Linked DNA regions of Mus musculus: region 1 is linked to region 2. The links are chromatin contacts, called in public Micro-C maps. All regions are on one chromosome and are shown on one strand. Each heading gives the region's core, a stretch centred on a gene start, on an enhancer-like site or on the middle of the called end of the contact. The rest is flanking DNA. Distances are from core to core; before and after follow the strand shown.

Region 1 (7,062 bases), core at 3,337-5,836, 59 kb after region 2:
CCAGGTTTTACAAAGAATGAGATAGTACCGGTCTAGACTACTCTGAAGGTGTTGATTAGTGTTATCCACATGTTAGTATCAGAAATCCTGAAGCAAGTCTGGCTCACAGGTACCTCTGGGATGTGGCTTCACGCCTATGTCTGGTTTCCATTCAGACTGTTTTGCCAATATGGCAGTAGCACACAGCTCTAGAGGGTGAGTAATTGTCCCTGCCCAGAGCTCAGGTCAGACTTTTTTGATCTAACATGAAAGGGTATATCCACCGGAAGTCAGCTTTGATAGAAAAGGACTTGCTTTCAATCTTCTAGTTTTAACAAAACAAAGTAAGGTACTTTCTAGTTTTTCTTATTAGCTTCCACCCAACACAGTATTACAATATATACTGTGTGAGACAGGCGATTCCTTTGGTTTAAATATATAGATTATGTGGGCATGATTAATTGCTACTGAGGGCAGAGAAAGTTTTATGGGATTTTTAAAAATAGATACAATATAACTAGGAATCATTACAGTTTTTTCTTTTTCATTTGTGGAAACTCCATTCTTAATAGACACTTGGATCCAGGTCTTTTTTTCTTATGCTAACATTTCATCCCTAGCTTGGGTCCTTCGGCTCTATGGACCATTTCTGGAAACCATTTGAGATACCAAAACATGGCTGACTGACTTAACTGTTTGTAAACAAATACAGAGAGATTGGAAGAGGGAAAGAATACAAAAGTTAGACATATTATAAATAAATACTCTTCAAATTTCTTGTGGGTCAGCTGGGCTGACACACTAGTACATTCTCTTGTGGTATTTGCCAGCTGTTTTCCAAGTTCACCCTCATGTCCAACTCAAAGCATCCTTTCCTCCAAATGCCAAAGATGCAGAATCCAGAACCCCTATGAGGATCTATCTCCAATGCCTGAGACTTCTTCATCCATCAGTCTCGCCCCATGTCTCTGAGATTTCTGCCCACACAGAGCTTCTGAACACTGAGAGACAGGCGTGGGGCTGGCTTCTAAGCTCATTTCTCTAGCAGGTTGTAGTTTCTTCATGGGTCACTTCACCAGATTCACAACCCAGGGCTTTGTAGGTGCACAACTGATCGCCACCTCCTTAGAGACCCTCCGTCTTTAAAGTGTCATTAATTTTAGAATCTATATGAGCGCCTTCTGTTTTCTCTGAGGGCCTTACTGGCAAGCCTACTGCTGGCTCTCGCACAAGTATATAAATTCAGGAGCAATTCCGCAGAGACACCAGTTACTATAAGCTAACGTGTATAATTATAGGATGCACACGTCTCAGTGTAACACTGCAAGGGATTAACACCTTTCAAAAAAATAAAACCTAAAGAATATAAAGCTGATCTCTCGGCGCACAGACAAAACAATGGAAATTGGGCTTCTCGGAACCACGTCGCATGTCTGGAAAGGGAGGACGACAATGGAGACTCGGAACAAAAGACTCTTGGCCAGCACCAGCTGCACCTGAAGCTCAGTGATGAAATGATGTTAAGTATGGTTTCATTGGAGTATGACACTCACTCCAGAGCCAAGATGGGAAACCCGTACAGACACGACTGTTGTGCGGGTGTCGACGAAGACTCAAGCTGGTGTTCTGCTTGGAATAGCTGCACATCACACTCCCCAAATATTATTCTCTCAACCGAATTTATTTTTACTTTCTAGCATATGTTAATCAACAATTTCAAATTGTCAGTATAAAACAGCAACATCACTCCCCACACGGCAGAGTGCATATTATTTTCCTGATTACATGAAATGGATATTTGTAGATGGAATTTATTCTGTTTAGCAACTACATTAACTTATCACTGTCCTTTTATTCTTATTGTTTATTCTACCAGGAAATATACTCATGCCTAGCTATATATTTTAACAGATTTGCATACATATGAATTCCTGGATCGGAGCCTGCCTTGCGTAAATATTTAATAAGGGGTAATGATAGCCATCATCGTGACTGTCATTGTTGTTGTTATTAGTAACAATGTCCTTCCGTTAATAAATTCTAATTGTACCATGATCTATACCTGCTGGGAAGTTCCCTCAGCTGTGTAGGATTTATTTCTAGTGTTCAGTCTTACAAAGTGGAATTCTAAATTGAAGTAGTGTGTGTGTGTGTGTGTGTGTGTGTGTGTGTGTGTGTGTGTGTGTGTGTGTATGTGTGTGTATATATATGTGTGTGTGTGTGTGTGTGTGTGTGTGTGTGTGTGTGTGTGTGTGTATAAAATTTGGTTTACCTGAATGGGTCTGCAGACAGTGTATCCCATCAAAACGGGCTGGAAAACATAGATCCCAGTATGCAGTACTGGGAAGTGCAGCCAAGTGGAAGGTAATAGGATCACAAGAACAGAGCCTCAGAGTCAGGATGCCTTCCTCCAAAGAGTGGGCTAGCTCTGGAGAGTGGGCTAGCTCTGGAGAGTGGGCTAGCTCTGGAGAGTGGGCTAGCTCTGGAGAGTGCGCTAGCTGTGGCAGGGATTAAACACCTTTCTTTCTCTTCCACTTACTAATCAAGTACTTCTAGCCATAGAGCTGTGAGAAAAAGCATCTCTGTGGCCAGTGCCACAGAGCCAGCGGTATTTTGCTCTGACAGTCTGAACACAAGACACACAGGCCCTGTCCTGCTTCTTTCTTCTCCTATTCCCAAACAAACACCACTGCCCACCACTGTTGTCATCTTCCAGAACTGTTCACAAGTGTCATCTCATCCATAAAGGATGTTTTATTTCCCCTGGACAAAAACTAGGGTTACTGTCTGCTTCTTCCAGAGGCATCTCTCCGGAAGCCATCTTTGACTTCCGTCTTGGATTAGTGATGTTAGTCGTTATGTTCCATTCCAGCCACGCTGTATTGTGGTCTCTCTCTCTCTCTCACACACACAGAGACTATGCTTTCCCAATTCTAAATGATCAATATGCCTCCTTAAAAGTATCACTGCACAGATCTTTATCATAATTTAATGGTGATGTGATTAAACCCAAGAATGGCTTCTCAGACCCATCCATATCTACTTCATTCGATGTCTGCATCAACACAGCCTTCGAAAGAAGCGGTGCACAGTCGTCTCAATATCTGCATAGAAGATGAGGTAGAAAATGCACAACTGATGCATAGCCTTCTATATGTGTAAAGGTATGCCTGACAGATCACTACATTTTCAGTCATAGCTGGATCACTAGTCTGGTGACTCAGAATCGCATGGAAAAGGTAGCAATCCAACATGATCTCTTACTCAAAAGAACAACACTTACCATGAAGAAAAAAAAGTCACTTAATCCAATGAAGCTGAAAACACAATGTCACCAGATACAGAATTCAGATGCATATAAACTGGTCACTCTGATTTGCTAAGATTAGCACCCTTTAATAACAACAAAAGGAGAACCAAAAGGAGAGATTTCTACAAAGCAACCATTTTTTTAAATTAGGATTTTTTTCAGTAAAAGAGAAAATATTAATTTATGAGAGATTATTTTTAAAGTTTACAGAAAATATCACAATCAGCTTTCTTCTACATTATAAAAAAATTAATACTAGAAAGAGATGTTTGAAATTATTTATTTCCTTGAAAAAAAATAAACCAGTTGGAATTCATAAATATGCATGGCTGTATATGCAATACTGTACCCTAAACACATAAAGGTACAATTAAAGATAGTTTAGCAATTGTTTATTTAAAGGCTATTTGGATCAACAGAGTGATCTTTTTTGACTGACAGCCAGTACTCCAAAGTCCCTCCTTCACGCTCACAAGTACCTTCAAATCCTTGTCCTGAATATTTTTTTGTCTAACTCAAGATAGACTTTCACATCTTTTGATGAGATTTTGAGAAGTTGGGGGTGGGGGCTTTATAATATAGAAAAATCAAAGGATAAAACATGATTTATAATATAGACTCTAAATTGTGAGTTTCAGGACAGATAGAGGGAAGCAAACAGGCAACTTTAACATGTAAAGTTACATGTATGAGGTAATTTTTTAATAGTTTGAAGTGCTCTGCCAGGGCCAGCATATACATCACATATTCTCCCATTTGTGAGCAGTGGTCATTTGTGTTGCACACACAACAGGAACACTTTGTATTCAGCCACTCAAACCTCTCTAATATCATGCTTAACACACTTCCTGATGTCAGACAACAGAATAGAAACTGGAGGCAGAAACAGCTGGAGCCACTGGCTCTAGGGGCCTGGGGTGAGCTCAGATCATCCTGGTACTGAGTCGGCTTTTGGTCTTTCCATGTCAGACAACAGAGCCATGCTTCATGTTGGTGTCAATATAAACTATTTTTCAGAACTACAAAGCCAAACACCCCTGAGAAACTGAAAGGAAAGATACTTTAGGGAAAACGCAATAGGTACATTAAAAATATATATTTATATTTCTGGACAACAGAACTATAAATCAATCCCTTATGTATTTCCACCCTTCCCCCAAATGACTAAATAAATCATGCTCATTGTATGGTTTCCCCCTATTGTCGCCATCAACATCAAGGACTTTTCCCTTCTGGGCTAACTGTAATGGTAAGTTGGTCTAATCTAACTTCTTAAACATGGCGTGGACTGCAACTGGCCAGTGGTTGGTTTCACTTTCAGCTCTCATATCATTCCAGCTCTTTTCAGAGAAACCATGGCAGGAAGACCCAGGAAGCATTCTTTTGTATTATTTCCCAGCATTATTTTCCAAAAAAATCCATCTTGTAATTAATTTAAACACTCTCCTATGTTGAGCTCAGCTTAAAGAAAATTGCATAGGCTCAGTTGCACACAAAATAAAAGTACTACATTCTTTGACAGAGAAATAATTCACTTTTGGCGATCCCTTTATTGTTGCTATCTTTAGCTTCTATGGGGACTTATGTGAAAAAAAAATCCAGCGTGCACTTGGAATTCCACATCAAGGTTCTGCATTCCTGTTTATGTTAAGAGTTCCAAGAATGATCACGTGTGCACGCTGGCCCCCCTTGGGCAGGGCTAGCATGAAAGGCCGTTCAACCACGTTGTTTAATTGTATATAGTCCAGCACTAGGCAACTCTCCAAACCTTACTGTAAACATTGTGCAAGGTCTGTGAGTTCTGCTACACAATGGAGTTCGGGCTTTGTACAGTTAACTTCAAGTGGCAGTTCACTTCTCTTCAGGGTTTTAGACCCCGTTAGCCATCACCAGTACACACTGCTTTGCCACAAACCAGCTGGCATTTAGGAAATCAGAAACTTAGAAATTGATGCTCTGCTCCAAGGGTATCATTCCCCCCCATCCCCCACACCCCAAGTGCACCGACTTGGCACAGGATTTAGGGTTTAGTTTCAAAGCTAAAGGGGAAGGCAATCTATCACAGATTCTCCTGTTAAGGTTGGAAACAGAACAGAGCCGAATGAGGAATTCTGAACACTGGCCGCCCAAGATGGAATTAAGTGTACTGGCTATAATGTCAGAGCAACCTCAAGATTTTGTTAATTTGATGGAACTATTATTTTAAACTGTTCAAAGAAGAAAGAAAGAAAGAAAGAAAGAAAGAAAGAAAGAAAGAAAGAAAGAAAGAAAGAAAGAAAGAGAAGTCACGTTTCTATACACTGTTGAACTCCACACTGGCTTCTGAGCTTTTGATTAGGAGGGAGAGGAAGGCAGAGAACATAGGGTAAGAGGTAGCACATTCCTACCCTTGAGTTTAGAAGAATGTGCCTCATTTACTGTTCAAAGGACACTGTTTATACATTCCAGACTTCCATCTTATAATTGCGCCAGGATTTGTAAAAAGGAAATCTCAGCAGGGCAGAGAAATTATTCAAAGCAATAGCTGCACATAATTGGTATAAAATACCCGAACAGTCTGCTCTGAAAACTCTCTTTCTCAGCGACGCACATTTACACCCCCTCAACTCTCTTTCAATATTCAAAGAGTTTGACTACTTCTCTTCTGGAGCTTGCATCTTTTCTTCCTTTCTTTCCTACAATGACTTTTTAAATGTTTTGTAAGTAGAATATAATGACATCATTTCCCCCTTCTCTTTTAATCCCTCCCCTCCATCCATCCCATGCACCTCTTTCTCTTTCTCAAATTCATGGCCTCTTTTTCTTTAGTTGTTACAAATGTCTATTCCTAAATATATGCAACCTTCTCATCTATGCAACATCTATTCCTAAATGCAATCTTCTCAGTGTGTTCACTGTCACCTGTGTGCAGATGATCTCAGAGCTGACCACTTGGTATTGGATTGCCAACTGGAAGGGTCTCCCCTAAGGAAGATCATCCCCTCCCCCCCTCCCCCCCCTCCACTCTTAAGTTGTCTAGGATTGAGGCCTTCCGGGCTTTCCCCCATGCTGCTCTCCACTGTGTTGTCGTCACTGTTCAGGTCTTGTTTAAGCAGCCATGTTGATGAGACTTCATGGGTGTAGCCTCTTTGACATTTCTAGGAGACACAGTCTTACAGCAAACTTCCTGTTCCTCTTGCTCCACAATCTTTCCAAGTACTCTTCTACAATGATCTCTGAGCCTTGGGTGCAAGAGCTCTGTGTTCATGTTTGCGCTGGTACTGGGTTTTGATACATTGTTCTTTGGGTTTTGACACATTGTGGTTTTATGATATGGCCTCTGTTGTGCAGAGAAGTTTCTTCGAAGGGGATGAGAACCACACTTCTCTGTGGGTACAGGATAAATATTGAGATGGCCTTCAGGATTATGCTGTAATAGTGGTTGTAGAGTCTCCTCCAAGATTGATGGCTTCACAAGAAGTCACCGTGAGACCCGTGTACTTTCTAGTTACCACCAAAGTATGTGCACCAGTATGACACCCTTAGTCCTATCGACAGGTGCCATGCTGGTTGGTGGTTTTCGTAGATGTCATAGCTGGGTAAGACTATTATTCTTTGCTTCCCTCCCTTGGAAGTTTGGCACCTTCTGGTACTAGCCTTTTCTTTCTCTAATCAGATGCCTATTTTAAAGGGTCCAATGAAGAATTTCCAACACAATTTATATAATAATTTCATACCCATCTAGCTATATTAGTGTTTACCTAGTTACCATAGCAACAGGTAAACTGCACCCA
Region 2 (6,323 bases), core at 1,078-3,577:
GCCCCTAACAGCTGATTGTGTATTTCTAGATGAAAATCAAACTGCATTATATGCCTGAAAATTGCCAATTCTGTCGGCAAACTGAAGAAAGCATTTATGAACTGAAAGGCGCAAAGCTTTGCATCACAGCATCTTATAAGAAGTATTAATTAGATTTCCCATTCAGGCTAAGCCAGGATGAGATCATGAAGTCACTCACGGTAACCAGGTCCCTGCGCTCCAAGTGTGCTTTTTCAGTGAATGGCAAAATACTAACAAAAGAAACCTTTGACTCAAATACCACTGGTACCCAGGGTCTTGTGTCTGTATAATGCCTACACATTCATTTCTTTCTTTGCCTATAGAAAAAAGAAAGTCTGTTTGTTTTTCTGATTCAGTCAGCCCTTTTAGTCTTTGAGTCTAAGGAGAGGCTTGTGAAAAGAGCATCTTATCAGCATGCTCCAGCCAGCAGGCTGTGCCCCCCTCCACAACCAAACCTCCAGCCTCTCTCAGCAAAAGGCCTCACCCTCTGAGCCTTTTCCCATTTCAGAGCTAACACCCTGCTGGGTTTTGACAACAAATAAATGAATACACAAGGCCCTAACATAATTAGCCATCTTTTCAGGTAGAGAGAGGTGGGTGGGGGGAGGAGGGCTTGGGAGAATACTTTAGTGTAAATTGGCCTCACTTCTGAAGTTGACGCTGGCACACAGCATCTGAGGGCACTTATTTTAAATAAAGCCACATGAAGTGAGTTTTCGAGATACCCGTCCGTGAATCCTGACCTTGTGCATATCTATCTCAGCCAAGTCGTCAGTAAAGATTTTAAACTTGTAACCCAAAGATTGGACTTCTTAATCCAGGAGAAAGGCTGTGGCTTGGACATCGTGGGCACTGAAACCCAGGGACATTTATTTACTTCTTTTAAAGGGGAATTTTAACAAACAAAAGAGGCAAAGAAAGTAAAATAGAAAATAGTACTTTGTGACCCCGAGGAAGCATTTCAGATGGGCTGATGCTGGACAGCCGGAACAATAATCCTGCAAACCGCCACAAAGAACTCAGCAGGCTCCAGTGCCACACATCTGGATCTTAATGGAACCACAGTTTACGTGGAAGGGTGCATTTTGCTGCTATCATTACTGGGATAACTTAATTGATCTGTCTCTGTGGCTGAGGGTGTAGACTAGAGATTTATTACGAAGGGAAAAGATCTGCAATGCTGCCTTTTCTTTTTCAACAAGCATTCTGTCACTGACCTCTAAACGAGTTTAACCTTTTCTGAGCAGACCTGCACATTTTTAACATAATTTAGAGCTAGGGTTTTTGTTGTTGTTATTGCTGCTGCTGAGAGGCTGTGGGGTTTTTATCACAACATGGCTTCAGTAACCTTCTTTCAAAAACAAAGATGTTAAAAACAAAAGACCGAAACTAAAACCTGCCAGTTCCACTCCTTTTCCAGGCAGGGGATTCGGATGTAACCTTTCAAGTGCCTTTGGAGTTCAATCTGTTAGAAAATGTATGAAACAAAATTAGAATAGGAAAAGGCGTGTGTATGACTCAGGCTTATCCCAGTATCTCTATCACAGGATTTCCCTGTGTTTCTGAAAACCTTGAGAAAGTGACAGAAGTTCCTGTTTTTCTTTTCTTTTTTGTCTTTTTTTTTTTTTTTTTAAAATAAGAAGGGTGGCGCGCGCGAACACACACACACACACACACACACACACACACACACACACACACGTCTTCCGGGTTCCCCATGAATCAGACAGGTTTCTTGGAGGTCCCCTAGTGCAATGCAAAGCACTGCCCCGACGTATCCCCAGTTCCTCTGTACACAAAGGTCTCCAGGAAACCCCCAAACTTGTTGCGGGCCGCCGGAGCCCTTGGCCGCGCGCCTGCCCGTCCCACCTCTCCGCCAGTCCCCGTCCCGGTCCCCCCGGGCATCTCTCCGCCCGCCGCCTCCTTCCGAAACCGGGTCACCGCCCCGCGCGCTCGGCGCAGGCCTGGGGAGCGCGGCAGCCTCACCTGCTTGCGGTAGGGCGTCCTGCAGCCGCCGGCAGCGCCGGGGTGGCCGCTGCCGCTGGGGAAGATCATCTCGGGCGCGGGGAGCTGAGGCAACCGGGGCCGCGGCGCTCCGGGAACTCCCTCTCTCGCCTGTCCGGGCAGGCGGAGGGAGGATGCGGCCGGGGACTGGCTCGCGGCTCCCGCCCTAAAAGTGCGGCGCGACGCGCGCGGCCGGCGACTCTCGAGCAGCTCCGGGGGCCGCCGCCCTGCGTGCCATGGACCGGAGTTCGCGCGCGGTGCCGGCGGCAGCGGACGAGCAGCGCCGCCGCGTCCCCACCTCCCGCCGCCTCAACCACCGCCCCGAGAGCGCGCCGGCCGGGGGCGGGGAAGCAGCCGCGCACCGCCTAGTGCCGCGCCCAGCCCTCCCGCGCCTCCCGCCCGCCCGGCCGCCCGGCCGCGCCCGCTCCCCCGGCCTCGGCCCCCGCGCTCGGCCTCCCGGGCTGGGGCGGCAACCCGGGCTGCGCGGCGCCCCCATCCCGCGCAATGGTTGGCTCTGGCGCCCCGCATGCCTCACATTCCTGGGAGCAGCCACCCCAGGCCCTTGGGCCAGGCGTCGCCGTGGCTTCGCACCCCACTTGGCTGCCCCTTTTAAGGGCATCGCTTCGGGAACCGCTGGAACACCTGGATAGGAAGCCAATGGCCCGCCTTTTCTTTCATCTTTCACAGCAGCCCCTGGTCCCGAAAAGGCGCGGATAATTACTCTCACTTCCCTGTCCAGATCTACCTCCCAGGACACTTCTCAGCCCCCCAGTTATAAGCATGCTACATTTTTGTAGAGCAAACGGGTGGGTTTTTTTTGTTTTGTTTTGTTTTGTTTTTGTGTTTTCCTTTCCAGTCCCTCACCCAAATACACCCGGGAAAGTTTTCAATTTCATTCTTGTGCCACAGAGGAAGAGTTTTCCTTCAAGACAACATTATCAAAAAAGCAATGAAAACCTTATAAGCCATCCAAAGGGGAGACCTGTCCTTCCTGGAAAAGACAGAAGATACAGGAATTCAACCTAGTTATTAAAAAGACGGCAAGAAAGGGACAAAGACAGGAGTAATTTCCTTTGTTCTCAAGTGGAAAAAAAAATAAAAACTGCTTCTCTTGCCGCTCCTTTTGCAGTCACCTCTCTGGATGTAGCTAGCAGGCTTTGAACACATGTTGATGTGGAGGCCTCAGAAGAGGGTGGTCAAGCAAGCCATTTCTGGATAGGGTTACCAGGGCTGGTTGCCATCTTTAAATTGGCGACGGGGTCCCTGACAAGTATTCCTGAATTCTGGGATTACAGCCACAGTACACATACATAGGTCTTCCCTGGCTTCTAACATCTTCCTGGAAAGGCCCATCTGCTACAACAATGAAAAATCCCAGCTTGTCTTAACAAGAGAAGGAACTCAAACTCTGGCTGTCACAGAGATGCTATGAACGTCAACTTTCTAGCCAAAGTGTAGCCATTCAGAGACTTTTCTGAAAACAAAGTTGAAAATTATACTTCCCAGAAATCCTGCTGGTGACTTAGTCAGCTGCTTCCAAAGTCCCCAGAGTTCCAGCAAAAGTAACAAGAAATAATAAGTCTTGCCTATTGAAAGCAGACACACCCACAACACACACATAATCCTAATTCTTTTCACTTAAAAAAAAAAAAAAAACAGCAAAGGCTAGGGTATTCGGTGCATACTGGGCAAGTAAAACCTTAAAATTCACAGGATATCTGCCCTTGAAAGTGTTTAAAGATTACAGCACAGCCAGGCTGTGAGCTAGTGGGGACCCCAGAACTGTTTTTCTACTACTACTCCATGCATTGGTTTTGTTTTTTTTTTTGGTTTTTTTTTTTTTTTTTTTTTTTTTTTTTGCTGTGACCTGTTGTCTTTCCTCACTATGAGCCAGCACAAATGCAAAGTGGACAGTTTTAGTTCCAACTGTTCAAGTCGAAGATGCCTTTTCCTGAGGACTCGAGACACACCCTACTTCATCCTACCCTCTGCACTATTACCACAAGTCCCACCAGTCATCTACAGAAAAAGCCAGTGTACAACCTCAGTTGTCCTGACTGGTCTCTTAGGAAACCACAATTGAAACCACAGAAGAACAGCATTAAATTTTTTTATGGCTTTTCTCTCAAGTCATGATGTACTTGCTGGGTCATGACCCATTGGATACTGTGCTATTCCAAAATGCTAGCACTCGATTGGATGTCTAATAGTTCTCTAGAGATAAGAAAATGTTAAATGATAAAATTTAAAGAGATGGCAAAATAAATCTGATACTAGTAGAATGTGCAAATAATACTGAGAGGTATTAAGAGAACTGACCTTAAGACTTAAAATGAATCTAAGAATTAGCATGCTGTTTATAGTTTCACATGAACTGCTTAAAAAGAAAAAACATAGACATGTAGTACTTAAAAAAAAAGGAAACTTGAGTTCAAAAGCTCCAAATATGAAGTAGATCTATAAGCCATTATACAAAGAAGAAAAGATTAATAGTCCAACCTCAAAATAGGATCACAGAAACCCAAAAATTCAAACTTAAGGGAAATAGCTGGAATATGAAACTCTGTATATAACATACACAATCAATTCTAGATAATCCATGAGCAATTATAGGGATGGAGTCTAGCGAGGTCCGTCTAGAAAAGTCCACTTTCATTGTTGTCGATTTTGAAAGAGACATCAGAAACTAAAGGAACTGACCAGAAAGCCTGCAAGCTATTCGGGTGAAAATTCAGTGCTGCGGAGCCTTGTCCTGTGTACCTCCTTCTCCACCCTCAGCCTTAGGTGAAGCTGTGGGAATCTGACCCAGGGGCAGCCACTCTACAGACTGGCCAGTGACCTATGATCTGGGTGGGACTGGAAACATGAGCTCGCCAATCTGATTCTCAACCCTTGGGAATTTGATTCACAAAACTCCAAGGGCTAAACCAGTTAGGAAAGGGAAAGAAATGGCAAGAGCTGCCTGGGGTGAGGGGAGGGGGAGGGGAGAGGAGGCCATGACAGGCCAGAACCATATGCAAGCCAAGCTTATGAGGAAGCAGAAGCTATGAGGAAACAGGAAGCTGCCTGGCAGCAGGCAGGAAAGCAGCAGAGCAGACACCAGGAGCCCCGAGCACTTGGTGGTGAGAGACGATGGAGAGAGCTCCTGTCCCTAGAGAGGTGTTGACTCCTCTTCAGAATAGCAGCAGCCCTCGGACACTATGTGTACACTCAGGCCACAGCCCTGGCTAAATGAGTTGAAAGAGTTTCTTGTCTCTTTGTAACAACACAAGAGACAAAATGAAGGCAGAACCAAGCAAGCCTGACTCCATATTTCAGTTCCCTACTTATGCCACACATGATCTGGGGCAAGCTAGTTGCATCCCACATTGTTTTCACAGTATAGTGTTACATCAAAAAGGTTCCCAACTTGATAAACGGCAGCTATTAGTGTTGTAGTCCAGGTTTTATAGCAGAGGAGGGTAGTCTAATAGCACATGCATGCATAGTAAGTGTGAAAGGCCATCAAAGAAGAGAAGGTAGGGTACATTGGTACTCTATGGCAAGTAACAAGCATATCTAGCTAAGGGGATGTCATTTTCAATCCCTGTTTGCTGAATGGCTGAATGAGCACACTCTCTAAGGCTATCTAACCACCGATAACAGCAACAAGGAAGGAAGAACGGTTTGATGAAGGGTCTGTTTCAAGAGCTCAGATACACTGAAGAGTTTTCTCTATTGTTCTCCAGCCTCCTTTTAAGAAACCATATATTAGAGCAGTGTCATTTCATGAGTAGGAATACTGAGCAGTCTCAAAGATCATCCTGTGAGGCAGGCAAAGTATACACACAGGGATAATAACAATGGAGCAACCAGGACAAGCAGAAGCCTGTGTTCGTGTAGGGGAGATGAGACATAGGTAATGATGCCTTCCTTGATAGCAAAAAGCTTGTACAACTGGAATTTGATGCTATGACATTAGATGATGTTCCATCCTTCAGAAACAATTTTAAAACGAGACTGGTTTTTCACGTTTCACTTTCATAAGGACCCTTTGAGGGTAAGGGGGGTTATAAGGCTTATGATGCCAAGGAGCAAGAGAAAGGTAAGAAGAACTGACTCAGCTACCCACTGGGGTCTTAAGTAATACCATAGTGGTGTTAAAAGTTGAGGGCTGGGTAGGGTTCAAAGACTGAGTCCTGCACAAGATCTGTAATGTTGCATCCCAAGTTCCTAGGCAAGCATCTATAACCCCTGCCGCAGTAATGCAAAGACTTAAGTGGTAACTGGGCAAGCGATCTAGACTGTAATGTGCTGTG

Evidence for each region. A called contact is a pair of places that touch in the nucleus more often than the background predicts.
Region 1: a contact with region 2 is called in a Micro-C map of embryonic fibroblasts, with 3 times the contacts expected there. The contact joins the enhancer-like site here to the promoter of Rbms1 in region 2. A contact is called at or near these places in 1 of 39 promoter capture datasets (3T3-L1-derived adipocytes), 2 of 15 datasets of contacts at CTCF or cohesin (CD8 T cells and the NIH/3T3 cell line), 4 of 484 Hi-C or Micro-C datasets (embryonic fibroblasts, nephron progenitors, uterus and 1 more), 5 of 115 datasets of contacts at active chromatin or transcription factors (the SCID.adh cell line, bone marrow-derived macrophages, craniofacial prominence and 2 more) and 2 of 9 other capture datasets (adipose tissue and pancreatic islet).

The regions. Positions count from the first base shown.
Region 1 is chr2:60,935,560-60,942,621 of GRCm38.p6, forward strand. It overlaps a transcript of Rbms1 not described here. Among named protein-coding and RNA genes, the nearest start is that of Gm33647, 30 kb to the right of the region's middle. Within about 2 kb of position 4,587, at least 99 of the 459 cell types and tissues checked have an H3K27ac peak or open chromatin away from gene starts, as enhancers often do. A contact at or near this core is called in 3T3-L1-derived adipocytes, the NIH/3T3 cell line, the SCID.adh cell line and 6 more, where this site is marked.
Region 2 is chr2:60,879,111-60,885,433 of GRCm38.p6, forward strand. It overlaps Rbms1 (RNA binding motif, single stranded interacting protein 1), which reads right to left and starts at 2,328. Exons shown (of 14, transcript NM_001141931.1): 1 at 2,008-2,328. The coding sequence starts at 2,076. LOC108168762 (a long non-coding RNA gene) reads right to left here. Exons shown (of 2, transcript XR_003953832.1): 2 at 3,856-6,323.